Linked DNA regions of Hordeum vulgare: region 1 is linked to region 2. The links are chromatin contacts, called in public Hi-C maps. All regions are on one chromosome and are shown on one strand. Each heading gives the region's core, a stretch centred on a gene start, on an enhancer-like site or on the middle of the called end of the contact. The rest is flanking DNA. Distances are from core to core; before and after follow the strand shown.

What was found. Hi-C and Micro-C count contacts between places; a contact is called where the count stands out from the background.
Region 1: a Hi-C map of leaf shows a contact between it and region 2, with 3 times the contacts expected there. The contact joins the enhancer-like site here to the promoter of LOC123407195 in region 2. A contact is called at or near these places in 1 of 6 Hi-C or Micro-C datasets (leaf) and 1 of 1 datasets of contacts at active chromatin or transcription factors (embryo).

The regions. Positions count from the first base shown.
Region 1 is chr7H:270,784,299-270,790,451 of MorexV3_pseudomolecules_assembly, forward strand. No RefSeq gene overlaps it. Among protein-coding and RNA genes, the nearest start is that of LOC123408907, 170 kb to the left of the region's middle. Within about 2 kb of position 3,498, at least 2 of the 3 cell types and tissues checked have open chromatin away from gene starts, as enhancers often do. A contact at or near this core is called in leaf, where this site is marked.
Region 2 is chr7H:270,562,017-270,568,534 of MorexV3_pseudomolecules_assembly, forward strand. It overlaps LOC123407195, which reads right to left and starts at 4,332. Exons shown (of 5, transcript XM_045100275.1): 1 at 4,056-4,332; 2 at 1,503-2,522; 3 at 477-632; 4 at 97-308; 5 at 1-11. The coding sequence starts at 2,390.

The DNA of each region.
Region 1 (6,153 bases), core at 2,248-4,747, 220 kb after region 2:
CAACATTTACTATTGGAGACTTTGAATTCCCTCTCCCTACTGTCAAGAAGAAATGCATATCCCCATTGTTCACTAGACTCGAGTCGGCCACGTTCGATCAAGCAAAGGCTCCTATGGTCGTATGGCTCTGATTACCAACTTGTAACATCCGAGATGTGACACTAAACGTATTTGGGGACAAGGCTTTAATATGTATAGTGGCGCATCTCTGTGTTTTGCAAGTACAAAAATCATTGTAGACACATTATGAAGAGATGAGTATATGGATTGGCTTACGCTCGCCACATGCTAAACTACAAGTCACACAACATTTATTCAAACATCCAGAAGATAGGGTCTGGATATGGATGAAATCAAACGATAAAATTTGAATGAGTCTCTCTCGCTATCCCAGGAGACGACCAAGGCCCTCTACTCGTCGGGGTACGTCATGACATGCGTGTGCTCTCCTCATCGAACTCACTCTAGAGTTGCGAAGAATCGAACGCCTCTGGACTTGTAGTAAATGTACTTGTGGTGTTGTAGTAATTTGTGAGCCACGGGACTCAGCAATCTCGTGACCATGATATGGGACTAATAAAGTTATTGGGTGTGGTAAGGTTAAGTGGTGAGGGTGCAGCAGCACTAAGCATTATTTGGTGGCTAACTTATAGGAACATAATTTAAAACTGAGTGGTCTACGCATAAACGGACGTGAGCTTATAATGATCAAGAAGTGATCCTGGACACCTATTTATGGTAGACATAACCCCACCATGTCCTCTCTCGGAGTAGAAACTCACGAGTAGAGATAGTCACGGTTATGCACAAAGTTAGCATGTTTTAACTTAGTTTACTTCAAGTTATCTATAACCCGATGGTAAACAAATTTCCAAGCACGCACATAAGAACATGCACGACTTTCCAAAATATATTAACTTGCAGGGTTGCTCTAACTAGTCCATCACAAACTATCACAAGATGCCCTAGAGAGAAAACCTGAACCTCCAGATAGCCCGAAGTATCACCAATATACCAATGCACAAGACATCCGTTAAGAGTAAAACAAATCCAACAAAATTGCCTCGCATGCCATATCCCAATAGGATCCGCGTGTATCTCTGTCTCAGGTCACTACCAGATGGTCCTAGCTACAAGTAGAACCAATCCTCGAGTTTCCTCACGGTGGCCCCATAGGCATCCCGTTTTGGACCAACACTCGTGACGAGCACTGGCCTGGGTTGTTGATTAATTATCCACGGGGTACCTATTCCTTATGATTTTTTATTAAGTTGTTTAGAAAATGTAAAACCAATGTTAGGCCATGCCGGAAGAATCTTAACTCAAAATCAATTATCAAGGGGGTCCCCATAACAACCCCAAGCATGTTAGGAGCCCTTAGTAGGGAACATAACACCGATAACCGGAAACTAGGGGGGCAAAGCGGAACAAAGCGTTGAGAAAAATGCCAAGCCTTCTACCTTCACCAGGTATATATGTGCATTAACTTAAATAGCAATAATAAGATTATAATCCAAATGTCCATGTCATCACACATGGATCAACCTGCACCTGCAACTAGGACGGCTATAAGAAGGCATGAGCAAGCACTAACTTAGCCAATCAAAGTTCCGCTGGGATGTCGAAGGGCTAGAGGCTTCTCATGGATTTTTTTGGAGGCTTAATATCCATGTGGTAGGCACCGATCGTTAACAATGGAAACGAGACAACTAAGCATAACAAAATTAGAAAATATATCAAGGTCACGATCATCTTGCGTGGCACTTCTTCTGAGGGATAAAAATCTTGCTCTTTAGGAACATTCTCAACGGGATCCTCGTACTCATTCTCGGCACCCAATTCTACCCAAAATGAAATACAACATCCAATGAACACATAGCCATGGTATGATGCTGAAACATATGATGCATGAATATGACGTGAATAAAGCATGGGAATTCTACACTAGTCATCTTTCTAATGCAACTATTTAGTTTTTACCATTCTTGATTGAACCACAAGATTAAGTTTTTGGGCATGCATGAACATGGCAAAATGAATACATCACGATAAAACGATACAAAAGCATGTAAAGAACGTCGTAAACCGAGTTACGGGCCTCTCGGAACTCTCACTACAAGATACAGAAGGCAACGATAATAAAATAGAATCCAAGAGATGCTATGGACAATTCATTGGTATTATAAGTATGCCACTAGATGGGGCACGAAATTCTAGGTGAAATAGACCTAAAGTTCATGCAAAACAAAGGAGCACAGCTCACACAAAGCACAAAACAATCCAACAAGCAATTTGTCCAAAAACAGCAACATACCACATTGTTCATATGAAAACTAACAGCTACAACCACCTATCAAGCTCAACCAAGACATGGATATGAAGCTAACAAGGAGTACAACAACCCCAAACAAACAGCAACATGGATAGGGTCATGGATCAATGGCAATCGTGCTAGAACATGGTAAGGGTTATAACAGAATTGGACTTAGTGAAAATATCAGTATTGCACAAGCAGATTTATCATGATGGCATGTTGATAGCAATAAAACTCTATACTACTCTAACTTTCATGGCATGAACGTTAACAGGGTGATAGAGGGCAACAACTACTACAATTCGCTCCTAGTAACCATGAGCTAGTACTGCACAGAATCAATGATATCATCCACTCAACACAGCATGATGATATGAGCAGATTCTCAAACTTTGTTAAATTTCACAAGGTGAATTCACAGCAGTATACATCAACATGACATGTTTGACAGGAAGAATAACTAAGATCCATAACCTATTTGCAAAGTAGTGGCACCATTTGACAGATGACAACATGCTCTTTAATTCACACCAAAGTATAAGCACAAAGAACTCGTAGATGCTTGGCAATCATCATGGAAACACACCTACTTGAAATGGTTTTCAAACTTAGTCATATTTCACATACTCAAAATAGAAATATTGTGATGACATGTCCACAACAAGAAATCCAAAAATATACAAATCTTTCATGGCAAATAAAAATACCAGGTCCTAGTACTCCCTAAACAATACAACTTTCAAGTTGACAAGTTTGACAAAGGGTGCAAGGACTCAACCACACAAAAATAACAAATAGGCATCATGACATAAAATAGCATGGATATCATCTTACTCAAAAGTCAAAACTAATTCCACCATTGGATTCCTTAGATTTTTCTACCCCAAATTCATATATCACAAGCCTATGTTACTGTAGTAAAAACAACCACAATTCACAAACAAAATTCCCACATCAAGTTATAACATGGTATATGCCAAATTTGGCATGTCTCTATTTGGGCTCTGCCAGAATTGTCATGGCCAGATTTGGGCAAGGCCCAAAATGGCAAGAACAGAAAACATCATATAGAACACAAAAAAACAAAATACAGGGAAGGGCCCACTAGCAGACAACCAATGTGACACGTGGGTCCCTCGGCCCTACTGTGAGCCACACACCAATGAAGAAAAAAGTGGGGCTAATTGGCGCTCCTGGGGGATCGAACCCGGGTCTCACGGGCCAAAGTGAGGGGGCCGAGCCACTTGCTAGGTTGGGGGCTCGAAACAAGGGGGTCTCTGCTCCTTTTGAGCTAGCCCCCCAGCGGCGGCCGGTCTGCGCCTGCTCCACCAGGAACATGGCGTCGACGCTCGCGCTCACTCGAGCGACCTACGACGAGGGAGACCTACGGTAGGGGCTGCGGGTCTCGCGGGGATTCGATTCCCGGTGGCAGGACACGGTGATGCATCGGTCAAAGTGCCCCTCGAGCTTGAGCATAAGCTCGGCTTGGGCCACGATGACGCGAGGTGGGGCCGAGGCGATGTGTTGCAAGGCGAGGAGAGTCGATGCACTCACAGGGAAAGTTCTCGCACGCAAGCACGAGGGAGCAAGGGTGAGCAGGGCCGGCGTGCACCAATACAGCAACATGCAAAACAAAAATACGCGCTTTCCTGGAGCTTCGAGAGCGCGGGCCTGGATCTAACATCGCGACCAGGATGAATTCGAGCACACGAAAGCGCAGGGAGGAGCCGCTGCTCACCTAGGGTCCAAAGGACAAAAAGACAACGTCAGAGAGGGGTCAGAGATGACAAGAGAGACAGCAGAACGTGGTGATGCTCTTTGCTCTCGAAGCAGCGGAAAAAGACGGCCGGGGCTGCGTCGATCTGCGCCTTGGAGGGCCCCCTAGTCGTCAAGGAAGAAGAGGCGCTGCGGGGACTCCTTCCCGCAGCTCTAGAGCGGCAGAGGCAAGGTGAGGAGGTCACCCCGAGCACGAGCAGAGGCTCGGCCAGAGCGTCGCGGGTGCAGCGATGGCAAGATCCTGGAGAGGCTTACCTAGGGGCAGCGATGGGAGAGAGGGAAGGAAAGGGATGAGAGTCCTCAAGGCTAGGGCTAGGGCAAGATTTTATAGAGATCCATGGCTCTCTCCGACCGTCAAATCAATCGGGAGGTTGACGTGGCTCCGATAGATGCCCTATCGTATTGGGGAGGGAGAAGACGCGTGTGTGCTGGCTGGCTGGGTCGCTAGCCTCGTGGGGCTATTGTTGGCGCGAGCTGGCTGGGGCGCTGCAGTTGCTGCTGGGCTGCAAGGACGAGAGAAGGAGGCGTAGGGCGCTGGCTCTCTCTTTGCTTTTTTGTTAAAACAGAAAATGCTCATTTTCTCAGAGAAAATAGAGAAAGGCTATGAATAAAGAAAAACATGGCCAACACTCAGAAAAATATGCCCCATTTAATAAAACTGATATGGCAATTTTTAGGGAGAGAAAATAAATGCACTTATTTTTAACCATTGAATCTGTTTTGCAACTTTAAAATAACAGGAAAATAGAGCAAGTCCGAGAATTGTTTCTAAATTACAAACATAATTTTTGCACGGTTTGCAACATTTTAAAGGAGGTGTTGGGCAAAGCAATATTCCACCAAAACACAATACTTTGAATTAAGGAGAGAGGGGGGGTTTTCCAAGCATTTGAATGAAGGGTTTTTTGCCACACCACAAACAACACTTGGATGCAAATCACTCCCTCACACAAATATAATCAAACCAACTAACACAACACCAAGGAGAAAAATGAAATGATGCATGACATGATGTTATGATGCAATGAAGTCATGAAACCAATTTTATTAATTCAAATCACATGAGGCTCAACTTGGATGGTTCATTCATGGAAATATTACAAAGGTTGCAAAGTGTACTTGGGCTGTTACACAAGCCCACGTTCCCCTCATGAGGGGGGCGGGGCCAGCATCGAGGCTACGCGGCCACCTATCAGGGACGACCGCGAGAGGAAGACCGGGCCAGAGAGCAGCGTAGATACACTTCCAAGGGCGTTGAAGAAAAGGAAGTAGACCGCCAGGGACAAGTAAGCATCATGCCTCCGCCCTACTTGCCTTAGTGCGCCTGGGGTGTATGATCCTTTCCTCTACGCAGGTCTTCTTCAAGCAGAAAAGCTTAGGGATCCTTCGGGCCCGGTGAATACTCCGTCGCCGCTTGTAGTGGCTCGGGAATGCGGGAAGGACGTGTTCCACCGAGGTGCATAAAATGTGCCTGGGCAAAGGGCAGTTCCAATACCGCCTACCGGGAGCATGGGGCGCGGGATGATAGTTCACCCCTCGGCCCTCGAGGGAGGCTCCACTCGTGGGAGTGCACCCACATACCCTCCGGAGGCGCCCTTGGGAGACCATTCCCCGGCCTCCGGAGCGCCCGCTGCCGAGACGGGCGTCGCAGCAATGAAAGCAGAGTTGTCAGCCACCACGACCGTTTAGACCAACGCTGGGGGCGGCCTCGGGGTCCCAGCAATCTCAGAAGGGCCCTCAAACTTGAGGTGCCTGACTCCTCACTAATTGCATTGGTTTTCTCCAAGCTTAAAGGGTGATGTAGCACAATGACGACAAGTATTTCCCTCGGTTATGAAACCAAGGTATCAATCCAGTAGGAAAATCCACAAGACTATCTAAGCAGTACGTGCACACAAATAACAAATCCTCGCAGCCCAACGCGTGTAGGGGTTGTCAATCCCTTGTGGGTACAAGAAAACGGTAAAAAGTTAAATTGATAGATGCAAATAAAGTAAGGGTAACTAAATGCAGAAAGGTATTTTTGGATTTTTGATAATATAAATGTGAAAATAAAAGAGAAA
Region 2 (6,518 bases), core at 3,082-5,581:
CCTTAATGTATCTGCCATGCAAACATCCATGTCAAATGAAATGGGTAGCTATAAATACAATAGAGATGCAAAAGCCAGAACAAGAAACAGTAATACCCTTCTTTTAGGCGCATTATACGATCATCACTTGAGAGGTTTCTTTCCCGTAGCCATCTCAAAAATTCAGGGGACATGTCCTTGTTTTCAGGATTTATGTCAATAACAACAGCTTCATTGACATATGGGATTAGCCGTGCACCATATCCTATTTTGACCAATGCTCGCAGCCCAGATTGGAAATCAGAGATGTAGAAATCAACCGCATGCCGCTGCAGCAGTTGTATACAAAAGGAAAATGTAAGAGGAAACGTTATTAATTCAATAAGAGTTGCAATACTTGGAATTTTCAGTTAAATCCTTATATTGCCTCATTACTGTGGGATTGTGAGATCCACATCATCTTGGTGATGAAAATTTCTAGCTAATAAGAAACTCACTTCAATTGAACGTAATCCCCAAGTAAATCGGCGATGCTGAGTGTTGGCAGCTTTTGAGTCCCAACCCCTATATTCATACAAGCAGGACGAAGTGTATACACATCTTGGAACCCTTTGAAATGAGGACTCAAGGGGGAAATTTCCACAAGTAACAACCTGTCAAGTTAAAAACGATAAATAAGGTCCTACTACTACTGAATATAAAAGAAGCGCTACTGCTTAAAACAGTTATGACCATAAGCTAACAATGAAAAAAAATATGGAGAAATGAATATATTATTACAAGATGCACAATCAAATTCATGTCCTTGTACTAGGAAAACATCACATCTCTCTTTAAGCATAATATATGATGTAATCTGGTCAAGGTATGGATCTCCGCGACCAAAGTTTATTTTTTGAAACCATTTGCAGTATTCTGCCAACCTATGTATGAATTAACTTAATGCTGAAACAGTTAGTAGTGCGGTGACTACTAAGTGACCTTGGTAGCATGTGTTCCTGGCACAAAAATAATATTTTCCATTCTTTCAAAAAGATATAAAAACAATCGCACATGTAGATACTAGTATTATGTGTAGACTTTATATTTGGGTTATAAACATGCATGCTTGTGTCTTGTGCAAAAAGAAAAAACTTATTGCACAAAAATTCAGTGCATAATATATGTTTGCACGTACATAGTAACACTACCATATGTACATGACTGAATTTCTGCAGCATTTTTCAAAACATTAAAATGACCTTCTCATTTTTCTAAACAAAACAGTGCATGTGAGCTCAAGTGTAACAAACACACGTAGCATTAATACATTACGAGTTAACAATGCAATTCAGCAACACACCACAACTGGCAAAGGTACAACAAAGAAACAATGTAATTTGAGGATCACTACTAAATTGTAACATAAACAAACAAATATATGACAAGACAGAAAGCAGAAAATTAAATGTAAAACATTAAGGGAAGGAATGAATAGATGGAATAATTTATGAGTCCAAAAAGGTGACCAGCATTACACATACCCCTGTGACCTTCACATACTCTCCATCTTTTGCTGTTCTAAGATCAGCATCAGGATAGCGACAGACAAACCTAGTCATGCCTCTTGTTCCCCAGCAAATGTTCCAAACCAAGAGTGCAGCAACAAATCCAAATATCACCACAACAACTACCAGCAAAATCGGATTATGAACAGCAGCTAGAATGAAGCCACCTGCTATGAACCCCATTGCAAAGAGCAGAATAGCCGCCCATAGTATCGGCTTTGGCAAACTGGCCTTAAGTGAGTAGCTATTTTGCTCGTTAAGATTTGTAACAGCTGGGTTGTAAGCAGAAGAGGTGGCACGCATCTTCATCGATACAGTAGAATCAAGAGTGCCTGATACTTTTCGTAGAGCACCAGATGAATTCAATTGTCCAGAGGAAATAGGTCCTGATGTGATTAGCCCAGTTGTCGGAAGAATCGGCGGTAGATGGCCAGAATTCTGGCGAGCCATTGGGGTCACTCCCCCTGACTGGGGGCCAGAGGATCTCTTTGTAGGTTCTCCATACTTATTGAGCGGTCCAGAATTAGATTTTGCCCTTGCCGAACCTCCAGTGCCAGGAACCGCTGCTGAAATAGAACCAGAGTAGTTGGATCGAGAAGCAGCACTGGATACTGGTCCAGAATTGGAAGCAGCACCACCAAATGAAGTATTCCTTGAAGGTTGATTACCCAAAGGGCCAGATTTCCGTGACTTCTCAGCATGGAGATCAAACATCTTCCCTAGTTCTCCTGATTTCTTGATGTCACCCCCAGTGTATGGCATAGCTGCAGAGCAAACAACCGGAGCCTTTTCCTTTGGTTGCTCAGGTCGCCCAGAGACATAAAGCCCATTGCTTAATTGGTGGGATGGAAACCGAGAACCCATGTTCTGAACCAGTAGATTCAACTATGACCTTAGTACATCCAAGTAGTTGTATTAGGTATTGAATGAGAGACTAGCAAGCTTTGGAGCACACCATCTGCATTCTCAGATACAACAAACACCTTGCATCAGCACCTGAGGAAAAATATATCAAACAAATGCAACGTCAATTTGGGTGTACAAAAAGGGATATGCACGTAAGATTCATAATTATCCCATTCAGAGGAAGAATTATAAAAGGAACTGCACAGAATACAAAACAAGAGAAGTCGGAACATAGAACCACCTAGTATATACTATTACTAAATATGGGACTTGGAAGAGCTTTAGATGGAAGAACGATCTCACTGAGTTCTGCCAAGTCCCAACAGATTGTAGCAGCTCAAATAGTTCAAGGCGACTGATGGTCTAAAACTTCCAAAATATAGAACCATTAATTACGGGATAAATCCTACCAAAAGTAGCAAAAGTAAATTAGCAGATACCCTTAGAGCATGTAGCCATGATTTCACCATGCAAGCATCATATTAACAGCGATTTGCAAAAAGAAACTATTAACAACTTGTTGCACATTAAATAGTTCATCGAAACTATTAACAACTTGTTGCACATTAAATAGTTCATCGCTAACTCAACATATTCCGTCAAACAAATGGCAGAATAATAGGAATTTTATTTTGCAGAATGGGCAGGTAGGCAGTGATAAGAGAACTAATTGTGGTAATCCTGTGTTCTTACTTCTTAAGCGGGGTGAAACTACACAGCCGCCCCAGAGCCTTACTAGCAGAAATTAACAGCCGAAACAGACAGAAGCAGCTGCCATCAAAAGCAAATCTTCTGATTTCGCAGCGCCTTAATTTTGGGGGCAACCCACACTTGTGTGATAAACTAATGCTCAGCTCCCTCCAAAAGACAAGCCCCGGTAAAACATGCAAAATTCGCGGAGGGAGTTAAAGTATTCGCACAAAAAAATTGATAGTGATGGCTACATAAAAAGCAGGAATGAGTCTTCCAAGTGATTTTCAGCAGTGGGATAAACAACCAAAAATGTCAGCAACACCACTAGATCTTGAAGTAGGTGTAGCTTAAAGCTCCGGCAAAAACCTACAGGACAGCTCAATTCGAACAAGAAGCGATGGAGGAACGCATTAAACAACCTACAGTTAACTCCACCAAGCTCTTCAGTGGGAGATTCTTTCTACTCTACTTAACCCCAATGCACATATAATCCATAACCTGGTGTGAGCTCATATTTAAGTGCAAATCATCGTCATTCTAATCGCTAGACTGAGAAAAGCTCCGGTTGTACTATAGAAGGCGTCATCACGCAGTAATGCCGGCATCTGCAGATCCAGACATTAGTGCCAGATCCAGGCAAATCTCTCAGTCCAAGAACTCAAAAACACTGCAAAGTTCACATAAACCAACACAAGATCCGGACAACGCGGACCGAACAAGACACAAATAATTTGGGAAAATAAACCTCCGGCCATTATTACTTCACCAAGTAGAAAACTAACAAATCAGCAACAAAAAGCCTGGCGGAGATCGAGCATTGAAGAAAGAAACATTTGAACCAGCTTGCCCGCACTGACGGCGAAACAAAGAAGAGGACTAAAAGAGGGGCACACTCGGAGCAATCCAGACAAGTTAGGGCTCGTCACCAACCGAAGAAACCAATCCTCCAAGCCCGGGTGGATCTCCCTTCTATGGTATTCCAGCAGAGGAGTGCGACGACGGCGGCGGAGGCGGAACGGGAATGCGAGAAGGATTCCTCTGTGGCGGCGTGCGAGCGTGCGTGGAATGGAAGGAGTGGAGGGAGGAGGGTTGTTCGGCCGAGATGGTGTGTTGGATGACACCGTCGGCGCTGTGAGGAAAAAGGAAGCTCTCTGGGTGTGTCCGTCCGTCTGTCTCTGTCGCTGTTGGTGGACCTACGCACGCAGGAGCAACTCAGCACAGTCGCCGTGCACGCAGCCTTCAAAACGAACATGTACAATGATGATATATAAATATGGGATGTCTCGTCAGAAAAAAGTAGTTTAAAATATTAATTATCAAAAAAATAGTTTAAGACATTTACATTGATTCTTTTTTAATGTAAGCTATCATTAGTAACCTCATTAAGAAAAAGAAAAATAAAGATTGATACGCATGCATCTCTACTTTCCCACTTTATTTTTCAACATTTTACATCGAATCATATTTTTTCTCTCCAAGCATCCGCCTCTTGCTGAGGATCCCGTTACATGATCCAAACCTATATCCGATCCTACGTAGCATATGGGGCATCACCCTCAGGCTATGCATTGGTCAATGCCCTTAGATCAACTTCACTAAAAACAAAAGGTAAACGGAGCCTAGGGAAAAAAACTCACCGTCGTCGAGTAGCCTCCACTGCACGAGCTCCCCTCACCGTTGTTGGGGTGCATCATCGAACAAAGCCAACATGGCAGCGGCGGCGAGGCCATTTTTTCCCTTTAGCACAAGGTTGAACGTCGCGAGACCATTCGATCTGGTGGGGAAATGTGCTCCGCGGAGTGTTTGCTAGTTGAGGTGCTAAGCGACACGAGGACAGAGGTGCGTCTCATGGTACTAGCCCAGGGGGCGCATCTGGCGCGATTACGGGGTGGCAGCCGGTGCAGATCTGAGTGTGACTACGCTCGTGGTGGCGCGGTGGCCCGGGGCGCGTGCCGTCACGACGTGGACATCGTGGTGGCACGCGTCGCCTATGTGCACAGGCGTCGGACGTGTCGAATGTGCGGAATTCACAGGCGACAACGCACCAGGAGTATGCGCACTCTAGAACTAGGCTCCATTTGGCAACGATCATGTGGTGAGGCTGCCTCCACTAAGGTCACGTCATCAACGAGCTTCCCGGATAGCACACCGAAGATGCAGTCCTTTGAATTTAGCTCTGCGCATCTCCACGGAGAGATGGTCTTCACGGGTTTGGTTTCTCACCGAATCCGGGAGTAGCTCGAGTTGCCCTCCTCGGGACAATGTCAGATCGGGCCCCTCAAGAGTGTAAGAAACCTTTATCAGGATCGATGACCATGAAGCCGCTATCCTCACGCACGATGTCAGCTCAAGCCCTAGAAGAGCGTCATAAGCCTTTACCGGGATTGATGTCGCGTCATATCTTGAAGCCGCTCTCACCGGGCACGTTGTTGGATTAGGCCCCTAAGGAGCGTGAAAAAAAGTCAGATCGGATCTCGAACTCACTTCCCCGGGGCATTGGTGTCATATCAGGCACAGGAGAAGCGTGGGAAACTTCTCTTGGACTTGATGTTTGATCGGATTCAGGAGGTTGCTAGGTTGGATTTCCATATCCTAATGTCATATCACATCATGGAACTCCCCCGGGGTTGATTTTTTTACCCAACCCACCACCCATCTCGTCGCTAACGTCAAAGATCTCACCAACGTCCACTAAGGAACCGCCCATAGGGTCTCATCAATTCCCTATCTCTCTCGGTCTAAACCTGACACCAACACGGTCTATCTACCTAGCCAGGTTTGTCGCTCCAACATACACATGAACATCTCTCTCCCCCCTCCCCCTCCCTCTCTCTCCCTCCCTCCCTCGCTCGCTCTCTCCCTCCCTCCCTTCCTCTCTCTCTCCATCCCTCCCTTCCTCACTCTCTCTCCCTTTCCCTCTCTCTCCCTCTCTAACACACACCCACATCACCTCTCCATGTATCTTGGTCTCTCTCTGCTCCCCGCGCGCACACGCACATAAACACTTTTCCTAGCTAGCTCTCTTATAGACACACTACCCTTCTCACCTTCTCCCGGCCCTATCAATGTAGTTAGGTCTCTCTATCTATGTGACATGCACGTGTTCCTCTCTCCTCTGTCTCTCACTCACTGTCTGTGTATACTTGATGACATGTTACGCCAATTGGTGTAGGGGCCAACACCAACCCAGAAGCTAAGCCTATTTGATACATAAATAGGAAGGTAAATGAGACATTCCAAGGATGTTTAATTGCAATATTATGCGAGTGATTATGTTTGTAACATGTTTGTATCTGCCTTGTATATTTATAAAAGACAGATAACGACGATCGTTTCCCATGTCCTTCTTTAGCCAGCCAGGGCAACCCAACATCCAAGACATTGGCGTGCAAG